Regions from separate parts of the Mus musculus genome. Here all the other regions are linked to region 4. The links are chromatin contacts, called in public ChIA-PET and HiChIP or PLAC-seq maps. All regions are on one chromosome and are shown on one strand. Each heading gives the region's core, a stretch centred on a gene start, on an enhancer-like site or on the middle of the called end of the contact. The rest is flanking DNA. Distances are from core to core; before and after follow the strand shown. Region 1 overlaps Mcu (mitochondrial calcium uniporter). Region 2 has its middle 4.4 kb from the start of Gm46226. Region 3 overlaps Mcu (mitochondrial calcium uniporter). Region 4 holds the start of Micu1 (mitochondrial calcium uptake 1).

What was found. ChIA-PET counts read pairs in DNA pulled down with a chosen protein or histone mark. HiChIP or PLAC-seq counts read pairs in DNA pulled down with a chosen protein or histone mark.
Region 1: an H3K4me3 HiChIP or PLAC-seq map of stem cell-derived neural progenitor cells shows a contact between it and region 4, with 38 read pairs. The contact joins the enhancer-like site here to the promoter of Micu1 in region 4. A contact is called at or near these places in 1 of 39 promoter capture datasets (liver), 6 of 484 Hi-C or Micro-C datasets (Sertoli cells, embryonic stem cells, forebrain and 2 more) and 6 of 115 datasets of contacts at active chromatin or transcription factors (bone marrow-derived macrophages, embryonic stem cells, extraembryonic endoderm stem cells and 2 more).
Region 2: a contact with region 4 is called in an RNA polymerase II ChIA-PET map of memory CD8 T cells, with 5 read pairs. The contact joins the enhancer-like site here to the promoter of Micu1 in region 4. A contact is called at or near these places in 4 of 484 Hi-C or Micro-C datasets (B cells, CD4 T cells, erythroid progenitors and 1 more), 7 of 115 datasets of contacts at active chromatin or transcription factors (bone marrow-derived macrophages, effector CD8 T cells, embryonic stem cells and 3 more) and 1 of 9 other capture datasets (adipose tissue).
Region 3: a contact with region 4 is called in an H3K27ac HiChIP or PLAC-seq map of embryonic stem cells, with 7 read pairs. The contact joins the enhancer-like site here to the promoter of Micu1 in region 4. A contact is called at or near these places in 3 of 39 promoter capture datasets (liver and neutrophils), 6 of 484 Hi-C or Micro-C datasets (ECoMG myeloid progenitors, brain, embryonic stem cells and 3 more), 8 of 115 datasets of contacts at active chromatin or transcription factors (the HPC-7 cell line, bone marrow-derived macrophages, embryonic fibroblasts and 2 more) and 2 of 9 other capture datasets (embryonic stem cells and pancreatic islet).

Annotation. Positions count from the first base shown.
Region 1 is chr10:59,537,709-59,541,228 of GRCm38.p6, forward strand. The region is part of intron 1 of Mcu (mitochondrial calcium uniporter); the gene reads right to left. Among named protein-coding and RNA genes, the nearest start is that of Gm40671, 36 kb to the right of the region's middle. Within about 2 kb of position 1,928, at least 171 of the 459 cell types and tissues checked have an H3K27ac peak or open chromatin away from gene starts, as enhancers often do. A contact at or near this core is called in Sertoli cells, forebrain, liver and 3 more, where this site is marked.
Region 2 is chr10:59,900,657-59,903,766 of GRCm38.p6, forward strand. No RefSeq gene overlaps it. Among named protein-coding and RNA genes, the nearest start is that of Gm46226, 4.4 kb to the left of the region's middle. Within about 2 kb of position 1,570, at least 54 of the 459 cell types and tissues checked have an H3K27ac peak or open chromatin away from gene starts, as enhancers often do. A contact at or near this core is called in memory CD8 T cells, where this site is marked.
Region 3 is chr10:59,557,089-59,560,545 of GRCm38.p6, forward strand. The region is part of intron 1 of Mcu (mitochondrial calcium uniporter); the gene reads right to left. Among named protein-coding and RNA genes, the nearest start is that of Gm40671, 17 kb to the right of the region's middle. Within about 2 kb of position 1,758, at least 11 of the 459 cell types and tissues checked have an H3K27ac peak or open chromatin away from gene starts, as enhancers often do. A contact at or near this core is called in embryonic stem cells, where this site is marked.
Region 4 is chr10:59,701,203-59,704,615 of GRCm38.p6, forward strand. It overlaps Micu1 (mitochondrial calcium uptake 1), which reads left to right and starts at 1,361. Exons shown (of 12, transcript NM_144822.3): 1 at 1,361-1,485.

The DNA of each region.
Region 1 (3,520 bases), core at 678-3,177, 160 kb before region 4:
AGCCCGTGACTGAAATCAGACACATCTGATTCTAAGCACAGCTCTTCCCACGATGTGACTCATTGGGAGGAGAGTAAACAATGGCTGGCTACTCCCTAACATTCCAGTGCAGTCCACAGCAGCCCAGCTATTGAACCAACCCTGCCAAAACCCCACAGCCAGCCGGGACTACAAACTGGTGTTGCCTCTGACTCTGCAATTCATACCTACTGAAATGATCTCTCAACAGATCAGTCTACTAAAGTGTCTTTATTTTATTTTATTTTATTTTATTTTATTTTTTAAGACAGGGTCTCACTATGTAGCTCTGGCTCTCTGGAACTCACTACGTAGGCCAGACTGGCCTCGAACTCAGAGAGCTGCCTGCCTCTGTCTTCTGAGGGCTGGGATTTAAGGTATGTGCTACCACACTGGCGATCTGTCATCTTGTGTGTTCACTGTAGTAAACTGCCTTCCTTGAGTCTTGTAACTCTCCTCTCAAACTGGAGAGAAGCGGCTTGGAGTGGAGGAAGTGGCTATTTTCTTCAGGATCCCTAAATTGCTCGACATGTCCCTGGAATACACAGTCAGTAAACAACTATTAATTAAGAGTTGCTGAGCAACGCTCCTTTGATTTCTATAAAAACCTCCTTTGTCTCAGGGATCCCTTCATTCATTTCCATGATTACACCGACAACTGACACTAGATTAAAATAAATGGCTACACATGCATTATAGTGCTTTTCTTGCAAATTAAAATAAGATGAAAACCCGCAGCCTTGTGAGGTCTTACAGAAGCCTGGCCCGGGGACACTCGGAGATAAATGGAGCTTCATTTCCACTTGGAGAATTTACATAGACACTCAAAGTGAGAAAGAAAACGCAATTCTTGACTACATACCAACACATAAAAGCAGCTCATCTCAACCCCAGATAAATAGCTACTGAGCAAGCGTGCCTCCCTAGAGTACCTCTGGCTCTTTCATATTCAGTTTCCTCTAAGCTGCCACTAAATGTGACGGTCACAGAATGTTTTTAGACACTGGGGTTTCTATTATGACCATTTAAAATAAAAACAAAAACAAAACTCTGGTGTGTTTTTAAAATGTCACCCTCAGTCTCTGCATACCACCTGCAACTTTACGGGACCCCAGTGGGAGGGGTGGCTGGGGAGGAATCAGGATGGTGTGTGAAGGCAGAGATGACAAGTGTGGTAAGCTCAACCACTAACCTTGCCGCAGAAGCACCAAGGTTATGAGGAAAGCCCTGACTGGCAGCAGCGCAGGCAGGGTTGTCTGGAGAGGCGGCCACCACCAGGCGTTCCGCTCACTGTGTGAGGGAGCTGAGGAGATTCTCCTGCTGGATCACGCAAGGGCAGCTGCATGCCTAGCAGCTACAACAGTGGTTCTCAACCTGGGGGTCGCGATCCCTCTGACAAAACCCTCTATTATCCAAGATTACAGTTATGGAGTAGCAACAAAAATAGTGTTGTGGCTGGGGGTCAGCACAACATGAGGAACTTTATTAAGGGGTCACGGGACGAGGAAGGTCCTGAACCACTGAGCTAGGGGCAGGAGAACTCTAGGTGAGGGAGAACAAGGGCCACCCCTGCCTGTGCATCCTAGAATCGCAAACTCATTTGGCAACAGCAAGGTCCTTCTTGAACAGCTTCATCAAGGGAGTAAAAGCTACGTTCTCCAGAAACTGATTGGCGTTTTAAATCATTCTCTTCATGCTTTCCTGCTCCTCTCTGCAACAAGAGCACGGGCCACTCTGGTGCTGAAATGCATTAGCATTTAGGAATTACCCGAATTGCTCTTGGGGGGAGGGATCCCCGTGGCAAGATATGGCTGCTGTTCTGCACACTTCAGGCGGAGCGCGCCCAGCTCTCGCCCACGCACACCTACGGCCAGGCTTTCCCCGCCGCCGCCGCCACCGCTGCTCTGAACCTAGCAGGCTGCTGCTCCGCCTCCCTGGACAGCAGCACATTAGCATTGCTGGGAGCTGCCCACAACCCAGAGGGCTTTTCCTGACAGACAAGGACAGTCAGAGATTTAATCCCTACAGACAACTGCTTTGTGGGACTTTCCAGCAAGCCCATTGCCAATTCTTCAACCTCTCTCCTACAGCTAAATGCAGTCCACTGAAAAGATTCCATTTGCTCTCAACAAAATTCAGGAAAATCAGACGTGACTACCCCGGAGCTCGATTTTAAAGTTAATGAATCACATTCACGTTAGTTAGCTTTAAACCCGGCAGTTGCTATCTGCACTGAGGGACACTTTTCAAGGAGATCTAATAAAACTGAGCCGCATCCTCCCAATGGGGCGGTTATTACTTGGATAGGAGCTGAAAAATGAAAACTAAGAAAGCAAAATCCTTCATGCTCCCCTTTGCCTCTGATCAAATCTTGCCCCTCTCTGCCTGTCATTCGCTTTGGGTCTCAAGGCAAAGTAGAATAAAGTCTATTTGGAATGCTGACACCTCCTAGATCCAGGCCTGGGGCTACCCACCCCTGCAGTACAGCACAGTGGGTTAACCCAGAAGCCACAGCACCCAGCAGTGTGGGTCTCCCACAACAGGAAGGACTAAGCCAGAAGCCACAGCACCCAGCAGTGTGGGTCTCCCCACAATAGGAAGGACTAAGCCAGAAGCCATAGCACCCAGCAGCGTGGGTCTTCCCCTGGCCTCCCTTGGACTCTGCAGCAGGGTTAATTGTGTGGAACAGCCAAAATGGTATAGTAATTGGATATTGACTTTGGGGGGTTGATAATTTCTTTAACGCCTATGGCCTCAGACTTTCTAATGAGCCTTTCCTTAATCTGTGGTTGAAAACTGAAGAGTTGAGGACACGGTAAAAGATTTTCTAAGAAGGAAAGGAGAGAGGGCAGATGCAGGTGAATATTTTGCCCAGTCACACTCCTAGCCTTTGGAGGTCAGCATGGAAGGCCCTTCCTGCAGGCATCCTTTTAGGGGTGCAGGCCATTCCCTACCACCCCCTATCTGTATGCTTTGCCTGGAAAACTCCCTGCTTTCTCTTTTCTTTGGAGAAAAAATAAACCGTGTCTGCTCTATATTAATGATTTACAACAATCCCTTCCCCATCTCTATCCTGTAAGGTTTAACTTGGGCATTCCACTCTTGGACTTTTCCCACAAAAGAAAGCAGACTAGAAACCTGCTTTCTAGAGGTAAGCACACAGCATACCTCTACCAAGTGATAAGATCCATCTTGAAAGCAGTCTCCATGATGACGTCTCTAGCCAGCATGGAGGATGGATGTGCAACTCGGTGACTTCAATCAAACTATTTAATGAAGTACTTAAGGTAGATATTGATTATGCTTAAAGTGCATTCTGCAAACCTCACGTCAATTGAGTTACTGTTTCTTTTTTTATAGATGAGAACTCCCTTCACACTTTCCTGTAGAACTGCTGGCTTCAGGTTAGACACCACCAGTCTCAAGGCCTTGCCTAGTTCTGCGCTAAGTTGGTTCAAGGCTAGACAGCTGCACTACTCAGGGTAACCTCTGGCTTGATGTG
Region 2 (3,110 bases), core at 320-2,819, 200 kb after region 4:
ACTTGCTGTGTACCAAAGGCTGGCCTTGAACTCCTGATCCTCCTGCCTGTACCTTCAGCATCCCAGGGTTAGGCATGAACCACTACTCCAGGCCACACTTGGAAAATGGGTATCAGCAGGGATGAGCAGTCAAAACGGGTGGGTGTCTCTCCTGGACATGACGTGGGTGTCCACCTGCCGTTCAGGACTGTGTCCCTCCATTGGAATCAGCCCCAGAAGCAGCATTTATAAAAGTTATTAGTGTTGCTGTGGACTCCAGCTGCTTCCCACTCAAGACTGCCTTCATATGCAGTGGCTGGGTAACCTCAGGCATGTCACTCAGCCTCATGTACACAATGAGTGGGGCACAGACACTGGGCTTATTGGATGGTCATGTTGGATAGGAGTCAGCTCCCAAGAAGTGCTTCACACAGTGTCTGGTCACAGCAAGCTCCATCCAAGCGCCATTTGTCCTGTCAACAAAGATTACCTGACACTGATGTCAAGTCCTATTCTAGACCCTGTAACCACAGAGATGACAGAGGAGCCGGTGCTCTTGAGGAAGTGGGGGAGGGGGGAGTGTGTCTGGTTGGCACTCTCTTGGTGCGGAGATTCCAGCCAGAGGGAGCAGTGTGACAGAGGCCTGAAGATGAAGAGGGGCAGGAAAGCACGGGGCAGCATGTAGGCCAGATGGCTGCCTGTAATTATCACACCAGTCATTCGCAATAGTCTTGGGCAGAGAGAAACGTCACTAATACAAAAAAAAAAAAACAAACAAACAAACCTGCGCATACCTCCTCCTGCCTGTCCCCTATGTCATCCCAGAAACATCTCAGCCACCCTTGGTGCCTTTCCTGGCCAGGGTCTAGGAGTGGTTCTGTAAGGCAAAAGAGAAGCTATATGGAACGTGGGGAGACTGGGATATCATTTACCCAAACTCCAGTCATAATATGTTCCCCAAAGCCAGGGCTCAGGCCTACTGTCACCTCCTTAGCCAGTTGGGCAGGAAATAAGGCCCAGCATACAGGCCAGTCAGAGGCAGCAGGCAGCTGTGTAGGTTTACTCAGCCAGGCAACCCCACCAAGGTCTGGTGCCACACCTTGCCCACCCAGCCCTTCTGAGTTGATCTAAATGAAGTCCCTAGGAAGGTCTGGATTGGCTGTCTTAGCTCAGACACTGGGTAGGCTTTCCTTGGGAGAGATGCCTCAGTGTGGTTGACCCCAAAAAGGGCAAGGATCAAGCTTGGGACTTTAGGGGACTCGGGTTGGCTGTTCCAGTATCCTATCTTATTGTGCACCTTTCTTTTGGATGAGGAAGCACAAGAGACAGCAACTTAAACCTATGGGATGCTGAGTGTGTCAGCCAGGCCTTCTTCCTCCATAGTGACATCACCCAAATTGCCCTGACCATGTCACTCCTAGTGATGCTGTCCTGGCTCCACGCAGACAGCATGCCCTGGCATGCACACTGAAGCCTCGAAGCCTTCTCTGCCTCTGGCCCACCTCCTGCTGTTTGCAGCTTGGGGCTGCCCTTCCTCCACCTGCAGTGTTGAACGCCCACCCGGATGCTGAGACATGCACAGATTCTCTCCTCTCCAGCCTTCAGTGCCTGGGCCCCAACCTTCAGCCGTGTCTGCACAGTGGCCTAGCAGTGTCTGCCTCCTTTGGCTTGGCGGGTGCTTGCGCTGTGTGTCACCCTTTCTGTTCCACACACACACACACATCACACACACCAGCTGTGTGACTCCACAGTGGGGGAGGACAGAAGGGACCCCTGGGCAGAGACAGCTGTCTGACTTACCATCTCCTTTGCAGAGCACCTGTGGGCCACTTTGCAGCCACAAATTCAGACCAGGGTGTGTCTAAGGCAAAAGACCCACCAGATAGTAGGCCTCACGACTAGCAAGGAGGGTCTTTCTCCATTGCCCCACCTCCTGAGGGAAGCAGAATCCTACTGAAAATGTCCCCAGTTCCTCTCCCTAAGAGAACTCAGAACCAGGAGTCAGTTTGAGAATGGCCAGGGAGCAGCCACTGTCTCCTGCCCTCAGCCTGTGCCAGGCGGCACCACCCATGTCTGGAATCAGAAACAGTTCTGTTCTCGGCTTCCCCAGTGCTATCCTGGCCAGTAGCCTCCAGGTTACCTCTGGCATCATTGCCACCTACTGGCGACCAGCCATGGCCCTGTGTTCTAACATTGACATCCTAGACCCCAAACTGTCCTTAGCCACAACGGAGAGCTACCACCAGCACTGCAAGAGCCACCCAGGTAGCAGATGTGTTCTGTAAGAGGGTCAGCCTCCAAGGCACGGGGCCCTCCCGGAAGGCTGCGGACCTGTCTCTGCGAGGGAGGCTGGGGGGTGGGGGTGGGATCTGAAGCAATGTGTAAAAGACCACATGGATACCAAGGTCCAGTCCCAGCAGGAACAGAAAACACTCACTCGCCGCTGGTAGTGTTTGTAAAATTCATCATAATGACTGCCATCATTCTCCCACAGGCCTCCCCATTTATCATCTAGCCTGCCAACCTCTGTCAGCCACCAAGTTTGCAGGTGTTCAAGTTCCTGGACACTAGCATGACTCAGTGCAGGACCCCAAAACCCCAAGGGTCACGAGTCTTCAGGACCCTGAGCTCTGCCTTCGCTAGCTCATTGCTGAACCTGGTGGGATCACAGCCCACGGGATCAAATAGCATGAGCTACATCTGCCAATATTAATAGCTCCAGAGCCTGGCTGCCTGGGCTGCCGCAGCCTGAGCTGAAACACAATTCGAGGAACTGTTGTTGACTTAGCTCTGTTTCCAGCTAGGAAGGCGGCTGGGAGGGACATGGGAAAGGTTGGGACAGCGAGTGAGCAGGGATTATGGTGGAAGAAATAGGGGAGGGGAGGGGACCCCCCTGACTTCTTACAGCTTCTCATTCTGTGTCCTGAGAACCCAGGAGCATAGCTTGAAGACTGGATGTCACTCCAGGGAGCTGTTGATGTCAGTGCATGTGCCTAGCCCTCTGGGACCCTGGGTGACCTGCGCATTGGGTTATACTGGGTCTGATCTGAGACCAGGCCTCCCCTCCTGCTCCAACCATGCTACTTGGCTTGCCCCAGGCTGACCAATGCCTGAGTGACAAGCCTCCCATC
Region 3 (3,457 bases), core at 508-3,007, 140 kb before region 4:
TAAACAAGCCAAGCCTCCTATCCTTGGGGATGGTTTTGCACGTTACACTGTTGCTGCCTGCTCTCTGAGTAGCACATGCTGTTGCTTTGAGTAGGAACTTGACTTATAGCACTCTCAGTACAGACTGGATCCTGTGCATATGAAGTCCTCAGTGGGACTTCGGAAGCAATAGCAGCTCATGACTTAACTCCAAAGATGCTACTACTATGATTAAAACATTTTTTTCTTCAATCCAAAACCAGAATTTTGTTCTCCAACAAGCCATTCTAGAAACATCTGCTGGCCCTGATTTACTTCCGGCTTGCCCCTTTTGTTATCAGGGCAGCTACTCTCTTTGACCCAGTCCTCCCATGAAACCTATGTATATAGGTGTGAAAAAAATAAAAATCTACATTCTCAGACTAATGACTCGGCTAAGCAGATAAAGGTGCCTGCCACAAAGCCAGATGACCTAAGCTTGACTCCTGGGACCCACATAGGAAGCAGAGACCTGAGTTTCTCAAAGCTGACCTCTACCTCTGTCTGTGTGTTAGAACACACGTGTGTCACCCCCTTATCCCCACCACCACCAATAACAACAACAAAGAATGTAAAAAAAAAATCTGAATTCTGTAGCTTCATATCTGACACGCTTTAATATTGCATATTATCATGGGAACTTATTTTTACTTCCGTTAGTTCTAAGAAACAACAAGAACTACCTTATTTATCCACAGAGCTTTGCACTTGGGTCTCCTAAGTATCAAATAAAACAAATTAGTATTCGAGGTTCATCTCTTGAATCAGGATTTAGAAATATTCAGGAGTACTAAAATGCCACTTTATAACCCTCTAAAATTGACATTACCTACCCTTTTTAATAGGCAAAGTCAATACTATGGCGCACATCCTATCAATTATCCCGGCTTGGTGTGCATGTGGAAACATACAGTTTGTGCCCATCGCTGTGCTAATTACATCAATATAAGCAGTGAAGAATCTGTAACCACCCATGCAGTTGGTTCTCTATATTTTCTCGCCCTTGGAGGTGCACTGGGAAGAATGGAGAGTCAGAGGATCCTGCTGCAGATTCATTTACACAGTTTATAAATCACAGAGATGCGAATTCTGAAGGCAGATCATTAGTAAGAAGTAAACTGCACAAATCAACATTTATATAGTTTAGTCTCCTCATCAAAATGGAATTTGGGAAAAGTCAGTCTTCCAGATGACACAGAACTTTCAAGGGCAGCAGGCAAGGACAATGGCTACTGTATAATATCAAAAGCACTGGAGATGCAGCTCGGTGGTGGAGCATCTGCATAGCGTGTGTAAGGTGTGAGTTCAGTACCTGGCAGTACACTAAAATCAAATCACAAGTGGAGCCGTGTTATAGAGCTAGACAAGGTTCTCTGGCCACAAATGACTCCATCATCTTAGTATCTTAACACCCCTCCTCCATGAAGACAGTCTGTAAGCCGTGCCTGGCCTGGATGTCTTCCTACCAATGGCTACTTCCATTCTGTAGGACACAGAGTAAAAAGATTCAGACTCATTTTGTGATTTAAAATGGGTTCCATATTAAACCTGGAGGCTTTTAGGGAATGTCATCTCAGGATGGGATCCCTGGTGTGCTGATTGCTTCACACTGAGAACACTTGGAGGCCAGCCAGTGCAAAAAGAAGCTTTTCTCAGAAATTCCAGGAGGGTGGAACACCTTTCAGGCACAGCAGGGGCATTACCATGATAATCAGAGCGGCTATGAGGACCTCCCAAGATCCGGCCTGTTTTCTCCCAAAAGAGGGTACAGATAGGTTCGTGAACCTCACCTGAGACTCCAGCCACTCCACCATCCCCATGTCCTCTCCTCTACCCCAAGTTGTATATAATTCTGTCCTGCTGGATATGTTCTTGGATGGAACAAGCGGTCACCAGTTGAGAAAGTTTAACCAAGAGTGGACTCTCCGTAACTTTTGGCAAGTCCTGCCTCTGCTGGGTGGGGCTTTCCAGTGATGTAGCTCTCTTAAGTCACCCACACACAGTCCTGTAGGTAACCCCTCTCCTCCAGTACAAAAGCTTGGGGCTGGCAAGCATAGGGAATGGTTCAGCGACTCCACTTGGTCTGGGCTAGGCACACAGGCCTCTGCTAATACTGCACTTGGCAACCTGAAGGCCTTACCTGCAGGTACTGCACAAACACAGCCCTCTCCAAACATGGAATACATTTCTCATACTGAACATCAAATCTGAGACAGAACACTCTGTTCGGCTATGAAAATGAGATCAACCAAACTAGTTTTGGTACACGAGCAATAAGTAAACTATGCTGGTGTAAGTGAAGTTTTAGAAAGAACCCACTATTTGCTGTCTTATGTCTGAGTGAGATTAGGTATACATGTGATAAAAAAAAAAGCCAGATGCATTATGGGAAATTCACAGTAAAGAAATAGATACATAATGCAATCTATCAAAGATAGAGAACCACCCAAAGGATGCCCCGAGTGACTAAACGGCAAACGGCTCCCTTTCCCCTTTTTTTGGTCCCATTCGGAGAAGCCACAGACATTTGGGGCCTTGAGAACCTTAGCCCATGGGATCTGTTGTCAGTCTTGAGAGTGTGTTCCTGTCTAATCTATACTTGCTTCACTGTGAATACAATGTTATTGTCACTTTTGTCATCTAGGTAACACATTATTTCAACTCTTTGAATAAAGAGGCCCTAGGCCTGGACTCAATAAAGTCAGTGGATGAACTTGGGTGGAATGTGTCTCTGGTCTGTTGCTGATGCACCTATCTGGCTTGGGTGAACAGACATTTGTTAGCCTCAAGAAAAGCTCAGCTGGGGCTGGAGAGATGGCTCAGCTGTTAAGAGCACTATTCTAGAGGTCCTGAGTTCAATTCCCAGCAACCACATGATGGCTCACAACCATCTGTAATGGGATCTGATGCCCTCTTATGGCGTGTCTGAAGACAGCTACAGTGTACTCATTATACATATAAAATAAATAAAATCTTAAAAAAAAAAAAAAGAAAGAAAGAAAGAAAGAAAGAAAGAAAAGAAGAAAAAGAAAGAGAAAAAGAAAAGCTCAGCCAACACATCCCAGCCTAAAGCTTAGATCCAGAAGGAAAAAAAATCTTCAATGGTCTTCAATCCTGGCCCTGAGATTCCACCAGCCAGAGAAGACTAAATGTTTCTCTGAAGAGAAGAGGACAATCCCCGTGCGGAGTCTGGCTTTGACATCCACTATCGTCCTTCACCTTCACAGAGAACCAGTTACAAACCAGTGTGCTCTCTAGCCCTTCACGTCCCCTGAAGATCAATCCTTTCCTCACACTGACCACACCCCACCTCCCTTACAAAAGGACTGTGCGAACCTCTATCCTCATTGGCTCCTTAAATACTACAGTAAAGTGAATACACTCATAAATCTGTGTGCTGCTTCTGCTAGTCATTTACCCACTGTCCGTTCACTTCAGC
Region 4 (3,413 bases), core at 111-2,610:
CATGGGAACTACTGGTGTGGGGCAGGGGAGGGATACCTGGATATTTCTTCTTATATTTATTTACATATTATTATGTGTGTGAGTATGTGTGTGGGGTGACACATTTGCTATGGTACATGGATGGAGGTAAGGGAAAAATTTGCTATTTATGTAGCTGAGGACAACCTAAAGACAATTCCTGATCCTCCTGCCTCCGTCTCTACAGGGGTTATAGTCATATACCAACATGCCCAACTTAATCATTGTCTTCCTTGATCTTGATGGATTTTTATGTTTGGCTTGGTTTTTCAGACAGGATCTTATAGAGCCCACACTAGCCTCAAACTCACTATGTAACTAAGTATGGCTTTGAACTCCTGATCCTACTGCCTCTATCTCTCAGATTCTGGGATTACAGTTCTATGCCACCACATCTGGCTGAAAATTTTATTCAACAATTTATATATTGATGATTTTTTTTCTCTTTTCCTTATTCAAATAAAGAGTTAATTTATCCCGTGAGCCTCCAAAGTGTTCTATGGTATTTACGATGCAATGTGAAATTTACAAGTTTCAGAGATAACAAGATGTGTGTCCCAAGAGAAGACTTTTATTCGCTCTTTTCTCCTTCCCTTTTTTCATGTATGTATGTATGTATGTATGTATGTATGTATGTATGCATGCAGGTATGTGTGTTCCGCAGCATGGTTCTGAAGGTTAGGAGACAACTTGCATCAGTCAGTTCTCTCCTTCCACCATAAGTGTCCTGGGACTCAAATACGGGTTATCTGGTTTGGTAGTAAGAGCCCTTACCTGCTGAGCTCCTCTGTTTCATAATTTGACACAGGTCTAAGTAAACCACACTAGCCTCTAAGTTCCAAGTGTTGGGAGACTAGCGGGGACTTCCTGGAAGGAGTGAACGTGGAGAACTGGAGGTGGATAAGATTAAGATACATTATATCTTACGAAACTGTCAAAGAATAAATAAAAGATGTTCCTAAAATAAAACCAGTGTGAGCCTCTAGACTGGTGGGAAGAACCTCGTTATCAATTTCCCACTTACGGAAGAGCAGGGTTTAACTAGAAAGAGGCACAGGAGAGGTGGACTTTGACAGCAGAGAAACAAAATCAGCAATGGAATGCAGGAGGGATTTTGCAAATCTGCCGGCATTCCCGCCTAAACAGCGAGGGCGTGGCACCGACGTGTGGGCGGGGCTGAGGACAGGGCGGGCCCCCAGGCGAGGGCGGAGTCTTGACTCGGGGCGGGATCCGAAGTGTGGGCGGGCCCCAGAGAAGGGCGGGGTTGCCTCTCCGCCCCGCCCCATTTTCCCCAACTCGGTTCCTCCCTGCTACGTTTCATCAAGATCCCGGCAGGCCCAGCGGCTAAGGGAGTCACGTGAGAGTGGGCGGAGGACGCAGAGCGGGGCTCCCCGGCATTTGCGTCTCTATGGTTGTCAGAGGTGGGCGGCATTCTCCGAGTTGCTGCTAAAGCTGGAGCGCGGACGGGTGAGTGTGAGGAATCTGATCGCCTGGAGGCGAGTTTAGGGGAGGGGAAGTCGGCGCATTTTGGGGACGAGCCTTTCGTGTGGCTCTGAGATCCGGCCACTTTTCAGGTCCGCCAGGGACTGCTGCTGTCTTGGTGATGCTGTTGGTGATATGCTGAGGGGACTCTCGGTCCTCCGCTCCCTTCACCCTATCACCCCTTATCCCTGTCAGGGAGAACTTGTAGTGCCCGGCTTCTAGCCTCAGAGTGCATCCTCTCCACCTGCGGCCAGGACACACTAGTTCTCCCGGAATTCGTGGATGTGGTCAGAAGTAGATGGAGGAGTTTAGAGCTGTGACAGAAAGATAGATAAATACATGTATTGGGGATAGAGAAGATGGGGCGGGGGGATCATTGGCCTTTTAGAAAAGCAAAACAAACTGCAGACTTCTCGGACTGTTCCGTTTTTTATCCTCACCAGCAACTTCGCGTTCTCATTCTCCCTTTCTCTGTCTGTGCCCAGTCCCAGTCGGGGCTACCCACACGATGTTTCGAGAATGAGCCAGGTATTACTGATTATGTGGGATGCTAGAAGAAGAGTTTAAGGCGGACTGTGTTTTATAATAAGTTGTCACCTTTATAAATCCGAGGTTTTGTCTACAGTCCCTTTCAGGTGCTTGAAGTGCAAATATTTGTGCATGTAAATAAATAATTAAGATTAAATAATTTTCTTCCTGAGACATTTTGGAAAGACCTATTTTTTTCCCGCTTGTTTATAAATACATGTTTTGATCCACTTCTGGGATGACTCCCTTAATAAACCTCTGTTTACTTTAAAGCAGTCAGTAGGGTCAGACAGGGAGGTGATTTAACAGCATTAGAAAGGAGTGTGTGCTGGAGATGAAACACATCTGTTGGGGAGTTTAGGTTTCACTGATTGTCAGCCTTTGAGACATAACAAACAGTTGGCGGACTCGACCATCCTGAATGTTTGCCGGTGTGGACAATGTGATGCTTGTTTAGAATCTTATCCTAAAGAGTTTAGAATGCCACTTATCCGGGAAGATGTTCTGGCCACCAGTTACTTTGTTTTGTTTGAATTCTTTTTTGTTCTGTTTTTTTTTTTTGAGGTAGGTTCCCCACCCCCATCACTAGGTTTGGCCTTAAAGTCTGAATCTTTCTGTCTCTGCCAACTGAATGGTGGGTGGGATTACAGGCCTGCCCAGACCTTACAGACTTCAATGGGTTCGGTCCCCACTTCTCATCAATCTTTGATTCTGTTTTGCTTAAAGACATCACCCTGGCTACCTACTGATGCCAAGAAAGAGTCATCAACACCTAAGTATCCGCACAGGGGTCATAACATTCAAAATAATATTAGCAGAAAGTGAAGATTCTGGAATGGCTGGTGTGCCTGGAGAGAATGATAGGAGCCAATGATAAAGCCAATTCTGGTAAAAGCAAGAGCATCACTGCCTTTATTATAGTTTCATGGAGTGGTTACTGTATTCAGTAAATCCATCCATCCATCTGTCCGTCTGTCTGTCCATCCACCCATCTATTGATACAGTGTTTCACTGTGTTGCCCAAGCTGGCCTTGAACTCCTAGGTATAAACACCCTGCCTCAGGCTCTGTAACTTGCTTTCTTATGCTTAGAGGAAAAAAAAACTAATAATACATAATTCCTCATGTAATTGAATATCACATGAAATAATTATAACCGTTATATTTAACTGAACAACTACTTTAGACCTTTGTAGTCATTTTAAAGACTCAAGTAATTAATGATGCTCTCCCCGCCAACCCCCACAGTTGGCTGAATATTTAATGGCAGTCTTCTGCCTCAGGCTCCTGAGTGCTGGGATTATAGGCATGTGCCACCAGGCTGGCAGTAAAGCCATATATATGTATGTATATTATATGTATGTATATACACACACACATATATAT